Linked DNA regions of Mus musculus: region 2 is linked to region 1. A link is a contact called in public promoter capture Hi-C data. All regions are on one chromosome and are shown on one strand. Each heading gives the region's core, a stretch centred on a gene start, on an enhancer-like site or on the middle of the called end of the contact. The rest is flanking DNA. Distances are from core to core; before and after follow the strand shown. Region 1 holds the start of Tex11 (testis expressed gene 11). Region 2 holds the start of Nono (non-POU-domain-containing, octamer binding protein).

Region 1 (3,917 bases), core at 168-2,667:
TCACTCTGTAGATCAGGCTGGCCTCGAACTCAGAAATCCACCTGCCTCTGCCTCCCAAGTGCTGGGATTACAGGGATGCGCCACCACTGCCCAGCTTAAATATACTTTTTACACAGTATTTTTTCAGGTTAAACAGTATGATTCCGCATCTCCTAAAATTCCTGGGGAAAAGCTATAGATTATGACCAGAAAATAAGCTATGGATTGTCAATTTTGTTTCCTTACACTAGTTCATAAAAGGTTCCAAATATTATTTCTGGTACATACATGAGGAAAACTGGTGCACTGAGTACTGTGAAAAGACAAACTTATGAGACAAACTGCACTGCTGGGCCTCCACTCCAGGGATTTACATGTGGAAGGCAAACACTGCCACAGAGCTCTCTCCGAGCTTGTTTTCATTTTGTTTGGTTTTGTTTTGGGAAACAATATTTGAGGTGTTGCTCCAGCCTTAGTCTTACAAATGCTGGGATTATAGGCCAGGTGTGGTGTTTGACACCTGCACTCTGGAAGCTTAGGTAGGAAGATTGCAAGTTTGAGGATAGCCTGGGCTACATAAAGTTCTAGGTCAGCCTGAGACACAGAGTAAAAACTCTGTCTCAAGAAGCCAAAGAGGAAGCCAGGCGGTGGTGGCAGAGGCAGGCGGATTTCTGAGTTCGAGGCCAGCCTGGTCTACAGAGTGAGTTCCAGGACAGCCAGGGCTACACAGAGAAACCCTGTCTTGAAAAAAAAAAAAAAGCCAAAAAGGGGCTCTTCCAGTCTCTTTGGCCTCGGAGGTAGAAGCAACATGACAAAAGGAACGGCATCCTTTGGAAAGCATCCCAAAAACAGGCACACATTGTACCGCCGGTCTCCGTGGCTCTAAGGACGACCACTATCAGAAATCTATCTGTGGCAAACGTGGCTACCCTGCCAAGCGCAAGCAAAAGTCTAACTGCAGTGCCAAGGCTAAGAGACGAAGTACTGCAGAGACTGGGCGGATGAGACACCTTAAAATTGTCTATGGGAGATTCAGACATGGATTTCATAAAGGAACAACACCGAAACCCAAAAGGGCAGCCGTTGCAGCAACCAGTTCATCTCGAGGATTTCAATCAGTCATAAAATAAATGTTATCATACAAAGCTTGCTTACCTCTGAAGTCCAAGAAGTAAAAGTCAGTAATGCGGTCCATTTTTTAAATGTCTGGCTCCAGCCTATGGAACACGAATATATTTTAATATTCTGTCCTCAAGTCTCTAATTTCTCAAAAAGACACTTCTGCCAGAAAACTATACCCATTACTTATTACCTGAAGGTGCAGGGACGTTGAGGAAGCTGCAAATCCAGGAGAAAGTTGTTAAACAGGGAGGCGTCTGCTCTCCCACACCCGAAACGCTTGCTGGCGTCTCGCGTCTCCGACTCCGTCTCCGTCTCTCCGTCTCTGGTGGCCCGAAGCCGAGGCCGGAAGGAGAGATTCACGCTTTACCAGAGAGTCACGCTCTGTGATTGGTCTGTCTGTCACTCAGTGCCCCGCCCTCGTCGTGCAGACAGAATGAGTCACGCTCTGTGATTGGTCTGATTCAATGTTCAAAAACTCTCGTGCGCATCCCATCGGCCCCTCGTTCTTGGATGCGGTTTTTTTGGCGCCTTCTTTCCCGCTCTTGCACGCCTTTCCGCTAACAGTCACTGAATTGGCGCTGAGCTTCCCGCCGTCCATAACCCACCACCACCCCCCATCATTTAAATGACCAACTTCCGCTGCCCACAAACTTCTCGTTCCAAAGATATTGCCTCAAAGCATCTCTAAGAAGTGGCGCAGCACTTGGGAGGCAGAGGCAGGTGGATTTCTGAGTTCGAGGCCAGCCTGGTGTGAGTTCCAGGACAGCCAGGGCTATACAGAGAAACCCTGTCTCGAAAAACCAGAAAGAAAAAAAAAAGTATGTTCAAATGTCTGTTTCTTCTTGCTAGTTCTAAAACCTGGGCTGCAGATGTGGGGTCCCGAGTTCGATAACACACACACTTGAAGCTCTGATGTCATAACACACACACATACACACTCATACATATACAAGATGAACGAAACCACCTGACAAGACCGGAGCACTTGCTATCCATTAAAAAGCTCCCCGTCTCTGCTTCTCGTCAAAAGCCACTCCCGTTTGGCCTTTACGGTATATTGATCCTCCGCCTTGGAATCCTGTCTAGATTCTCTATATTGGATAAAACCAGAACAAGACTATCAGGACAAGGTCTATGATGTAAGACCAAAAGTGCACTGCCCTTAAAGGAAAGGACAGATGGCCAGGATTACAGAAAGAAAAGAATAAGAATTCACACACATGCACACTACAAAGATGGCGGAGGAATAGTAGACAGCGCTGCTCAGTGTTTCAAACTGGCAAGGTATCCCAACACAGTAGCACAGGCTTGTAAAGTCTCAGCAGTCAGAGGCTAAAGCAAGAGAATCCCTTGAGCCCGGGCATTCTGGATCAGCTCAGAAGCGTAGCAAAACCCCAGCAAAGAAATAAGTAAGTCGTGTCAAAATTCAGAAAAATAAGAAATTGTGCACTCTGAGCCAGGCGTGGTGGCGCACGCCGCACACCTTTAATTCCAGCACTTGGGAGGCAGAGGCAGGCAGATTTCTGAGTCCGAGGCCAGCCTGGTCTACAGAGTGAGTTCCAGGACAGTCGGGGCTACACAGAGAAACCCTATCTCGAAAAAACCAAAACCAAAAAAAGAAAGAAAGAAAGAAAGAAAGAAAGAAAGAAAGAAAGAAGGAAGGAAGGAAGGAAGGAAGGAAGGAAAGAAAGAAAGAAAGAAAGAAAGAAAGAAAGAAAGAAAGAAAGAAAGAAAGAAATTAATTGTGCACTCGCCAGGCAGTGGTGGCGCACGCCTTTGATCCCAGCACTTGGGAGGCAGAGGCAGGTGGATTTCTGAGTTCGAGGCCAGCCTGGTCTACAGAGTGAGTTCCAGGACAGCCAGGGCTACACAGAGAAACCCTGTCTCGAAAAAAAAAAAAAAAAGAAGAAGAAAAGAAAGAAAGAAAGAAAGAAAGAAAGAAAGGGAAAGAAAAAGGAAGAAAAAAGAAATTGTGCACTCCAGTCACGGAGGCATGGAGGATAACTGCAGACCTTCACATCTCCCTCCATTCCTCTGAGTCCCAATCCCCCAGTCCCATGCCCAGTTCCGTAGCAGACCACTTGCTGCCCTCTCCCATTTCCAAAGGGATTAAAGCAAAAACCCAGTGGAAAACCGTACCTTCCTTCCTCCTGTGGACAGCTTCACCCCGCCCTCCTAGCCCATCCCCATTCCTAAATGTCAGCTCCTAATACCTAGAAAAACGTTTTGCCCAGAATCCCCAGTGGACATACCTATCGGAATCCCAGAATTTCCTATGAGGCAGCACACAACAATCACACTCTCCTAAGAACCAGAGAGGGCAACAGAAACCAAAAAACAAAACACCCAACCAACCAAGACAAGAGCAGAGATCAGCACATATGTAGCTGCTTGTATTTCTGAGAAGGCTAGGATGCTTCCACGACAGGCTCTTACCCTGGAATTCTCCTAATGTGCTTTAATCAGGCTTGCATGCTTACTTCAAGGTCTCTCTATGTTGGTAATGGGAGACTCCAGCATGCTGGAGTAAACATTCTTTGTGTTTACATACTATTTGAGTCTGGGGTATCATTCTTCAGTGAATTGTGGATCCTTACATTACGAATACTAATTATGTTCCCCAAAAAACTGTTTGCACAAAAGGGTCTGCACATAGCTTCTGGGAAACTGCTCCCCTTCACCCCCAGCTGGTTCTAACTGGTAAATAAAGATGCCAGCAGCTAGTAGCTGGAGAGGACAGACAGAGATGGGATTTTAGGATTTTCCTGGCTTGGGGCTGGGAGGAGAAGAGAGAGAGATCCGCCCTGCTTTAGAAA
Region 2 (3,972 bases), core at 151-2,650, 370 kb after region 1:
TGGGCAAGGAGGCTCCTTTTTCAGCCTCCTGAGTACAGAAGTTAAAGGCTTAATCATTTCTGTTTGATTGTGACAGTCATACGTAGTAAACAGCTGTCATAATTGGATAGTGGATATAGGAGATCAGTAGTAGGGCTGAAACTTCATACTGAAGGGCATTATCTGATCTTGATCCCCCCCATTTTCTTTTTTCATAATAATGTGCTATCTTATCTCAAAGAATTTGGGAACCATTGGGATAAATATACCCACTATAGTAAGTTGTAGCCATATGTTGATGCACACGCACACGCAAACGGGGTGGATTGGGTAGAATATAGCTAGTCTCTACTACTGTATTGAATGGTGCCACAGAACCTTCCCAACATTGTAAGAGGCTTATTAGACAGCACAGTTCCATATCATTGTATCCCCATACAAGGTATAGGTAATGCCTATTGAGATAATCTGCCATCAGGAGTATGAATTAATTACTGAGGATTAACTACTGGTGCCTATCTATTGAACCTTGTAATCCTTGGTTAACCGCCTGGGAGAGCTAGGCATTATGGAATAACGAAGGTTATTATTACCTGATAGGCCTCCTATGGGATAAAGAGTAGGTCTGATGTGAAGACCTCCAACATACTGGTTCAGGCACCGCCGACCAACCTGTTGAGTCTCTCTGCGATGGGAACCTTAGTCTGTTTGGCCTATCGGGTTCTCTGGTTACTATGGAAATGGTGCTAGTCACAGTTCTGGGTAATCACTGAGCTTAAAGTGTCAAAATCGTTTGCCCTCCTGCCTGTTTCTACAATCATGTCCATTTCAGTTACACTTCCCAAACATACCCAGCACTGAGAAAGGAAACTAAAACTGTATAGGGTGTCAGGGTAGACGCTTTGAGGAAGTGTGGAAAAAAAGAAACATGGCGGGGCACATTTTTTTTTTTCAGTAGCAAACGGCTAGCTCTACCACATAGAATACAATGACATTGTTAGTCTTAATTTTGCACAGGCGCAGTGCATAAATTCTCAGCACACGCCTACGTGCACATTTTCCCCCCTTTTCGCTCCGATCTTCCTCTCGCACAAGTTCTCTTCTCTCCTCCTCCCACCGCTAGGTTTTCAGTCCTTCCGTAGGGCCGGGTGAGCCTCTCCTTCCGACCCCCTACCTTCCACTGCTGGCTCCCCCTCCCCCTTCCTTTTCCGTCTTGTGCTCGGCGCCTCTAGTGCATGCGCATAAGCTACGAAGCCTCGCTCTTTGTCCCCATCTGTCGTTCACACGAACCCAAGGCTTTGACAGTCGGTAGCCAATAAACGTTAAGAAATGGCGGACTAATGAGACTTTCTCGGGAGATAAACTTTGACTGGCAGTTCACATAGCCAATCGGGAATCCAAAATTGACCCCCCCCCCCCTCGGGAGGTACCGAGCTCCGTCGGCTCGTTTCCGGCGGTCGCGCGCTCTTTTCTCGGGACGGTGGAGGCCGTGCAGCGTCGCCCATACTCCGAGCAAAGAACTGTGGCCAGAGGGTGAGTTTGGGGATGGCTCTTTGGTTGCTTAGGGATGCGGTGGGGCTTCCTGCGACACTCTGGAAAGGGAGGGGTTGGGGCGAGGCCGAGTTTGCACACGGGCTATGGGTTCCGAAGGCCCGGGAGGCCTTTCCCCCTCCGCACAAGGCCTTCGCAGCCCACCCATGGGGGCCAGAGCGCTCCCTGCTCCCCGCCGCGGGCATTAGCCAATGCTTTTCTTGCTTCCTTGCCCAGACTCTTTGTGCTGCTCACCCCCAATTTTAGTGGCCCTAAGTTGTTGGCTTCTTGAACGCCCTGGGCCACAGGGTGTGGGGTCTATTATACTAAGGCCCTGAAGTCGAGGTTAGAGGAGGAGGCGCTTTGCTTTGTCGGATGCTCCTCCCTAGCCTTTCAAGGCCATTAATTCCTAGAGGGCCTGTGGGGCCCCTGGAGCTATGGATTTTTTGTTGTTGTTGTTTTGTTATTTGAAACGAAAGTGGGAAGTTTGCTAGTTCAGACCCCTTGGCTTTTGGTGCTAAGTTCATGAAACACCCTCCACCCCACCCTTGCACGCGCGCGCGCGCGCGCCTTTTTTCCGAACCCCTTGCTCCTTAAGCTTTTCCTAGGCATTTGTAGGCATCGCTTTTCTAAATTAAAAAAAAATGTTGCTTTCTGTGGCATTACTTTCGAGTATTTTTCACTTTGCGGACGTCTTACTGTAAGCTGACACCTTTCTTTGTGTTTTTAACAGCAGTCGAGGTTAGTGAGGACTGCGAGGCAGACACTTTGCTGTGTTCAAATCCAAGTCAAGGTAGGTGCAGGAGGTAGGGTCATCAGGTAAAGTGCAGGATGCTTAACTAATACAGATTTTACAGATGAGAAATTAATTTGGGGGGCACTTTTCATGTTATTTAAGCTAAACCGTTTTTAGAATCTGAAACTAAAATGTGACTGAGTGGTGTGGGTTTTTTTTTTTGTTGTTGTTTTGTTTTTATAACCCCTAATTATGGCTGTTCTAATAGGGGTTAGTGCTTAAATTTATGTTTGTCCACTTCATTGTTTTTTAAATAAAAAGTCCTAAGAAACTCAGCCGCCTTTACCGTGATTGTATTCTACAGCTTTAACAGTCGCCCACCAGGCAACCATATCAGCCTAGCAAGTTCACACTGGATTTCTCTAGCAGTTTTTCATTTAGTAATTTGACTCTTCTAAAATTGAGAGGACCTTGATTTAGATTTCAGATACCTGTGATTAATATGGTCCTGAACATGTCTGCAGGTATATCACACACAGTAGCTATAGTCTCTTTCATTGTGGTTAATCTTAGGACGTGATAGGAGACAGAAATCCTAACTGCTGATCTCTGTAGTTAGGGTTTGGTAAGTTTATTTCTGCAAAATTATATTATTGCATTTAACATAGGAACATTTCTTTCATGCTTGGTACTTGCTGTGTATACAGTGGTAATTTAGATTCTTTGGGCAGTGCTAACCTTCCTTGGTAAATGGAAACTTATGGAGAAGACTACATGGAAGGGAAAGATTTTGAAATCTGTCACCATGGGGATTTTTATTCAAAAACAAATAAAATAAATTTGGTTGTTACACGTTATCCATGCACTCAGGAGGCAGAGGCAGGTGGATTTCTGAGTTCCAGGACAACCAAGGCTACACAGAGAAAGAGAGAAACCCTGTGTGTGGGGGGGGGGGGGAAGAAAGAAAGAAAACAAGTTCTCCATGGTCAGACATGGTGGCAGAGGCAGATGGACCTCTGAGAGTTAAAGGCCAACCTGGAGTACAGAGTTCCAGGACAGCTAAGGCTATGCTGCGAGATTGGGTCGAAAGGAAGGAAAAAAGAAAGAAAGAGAAAGATTCAATTGTTGGGTGTTTATACTTTTTCTATATTGACAAGTTAGGGAGAATCTGATGATGACATTCTGTTTAACAGTCCTGTTTCTTTTTCTTTCTTTTCTTTTTTCTTTTTTTTTTTTCCTCCCGAGACAGGGTTTCTCTGTGTAGCCCTGTCTGTCCTGGAACTCGCTCTATAGACTGGCCTTGAACTCAGAAATCCTGCCTCTGCCTCCCAAGTGCTGGGATCAAAGGTGTGCGCCACCACTGTCCAGCTTTTACATTCCTATTTCTTTTTTTTTAAAGATTTATTTATTTTTTTATGTATATGAATACACTGTAGCTGTACAGATGGTTGTGAGCCATCATGTGGTTGCTGGGAATTGAACTCAGGCCCTCTGCTCACTCTGGCCCACAGATTTATTTATTATTATATGTAAGTACACTTTAGCTGTCTTCAGGCACACCAGAAGAGGGCGTCAGGTTTTGTTACAGATGGTTATGAGCCACCATGTGGTTGCTGGGATTTGAACTCAGGACCTTTGGAAGAGCAATCAGTGATCTTAGCCGCTGAGCTGATCACTCTCCAGCCCTACTACATTCCTATTTCTTGAGACTAGGAATGGTAGTTTCC

Evidence for each region. Promoter capture Hi-C pulls out the DNA fragments that hold promoters and counts their contacts.
Region 2: a promoter capture Hi-C map of hippocampal neurons shows a contact between it and region 1, with 2.6 times the contacts expected there. The contact joins the promoter of Nono here to the promoter of Tex11 in region 1. A contact is called at or near these places in 3 of 39 promoter capture datasets (embryonic stem cells, hippocampal neurons and stem cell-derived epiblast-like cells).

What each region holds. Positions count from the first base shown.
Region 1 is chrX:101,058,222-101,062,138 of GRCm38.p6, forward strand. Tex11 (testis expressed gene 11) reads right to left here and starts at 1,418. Exons shown (of 30, transcript NM_031384.2): 1 at 1,292-1,418; 2 at 1,135-1,196. The coding sequence starts at 1,174. It also overlaps the pseudogene Gm9078.
Region 2 is chrX:101,428,251-101,432,222 of GRCm38.p6, forward strand. Nono (non-POU-domain-containing, octamer binding protein) reads left to right here and starts at 1,401. Exons shown (of 12, transcript NM_023144.2): 1 at 1,401-1,512; 2 at 2,243-2,302.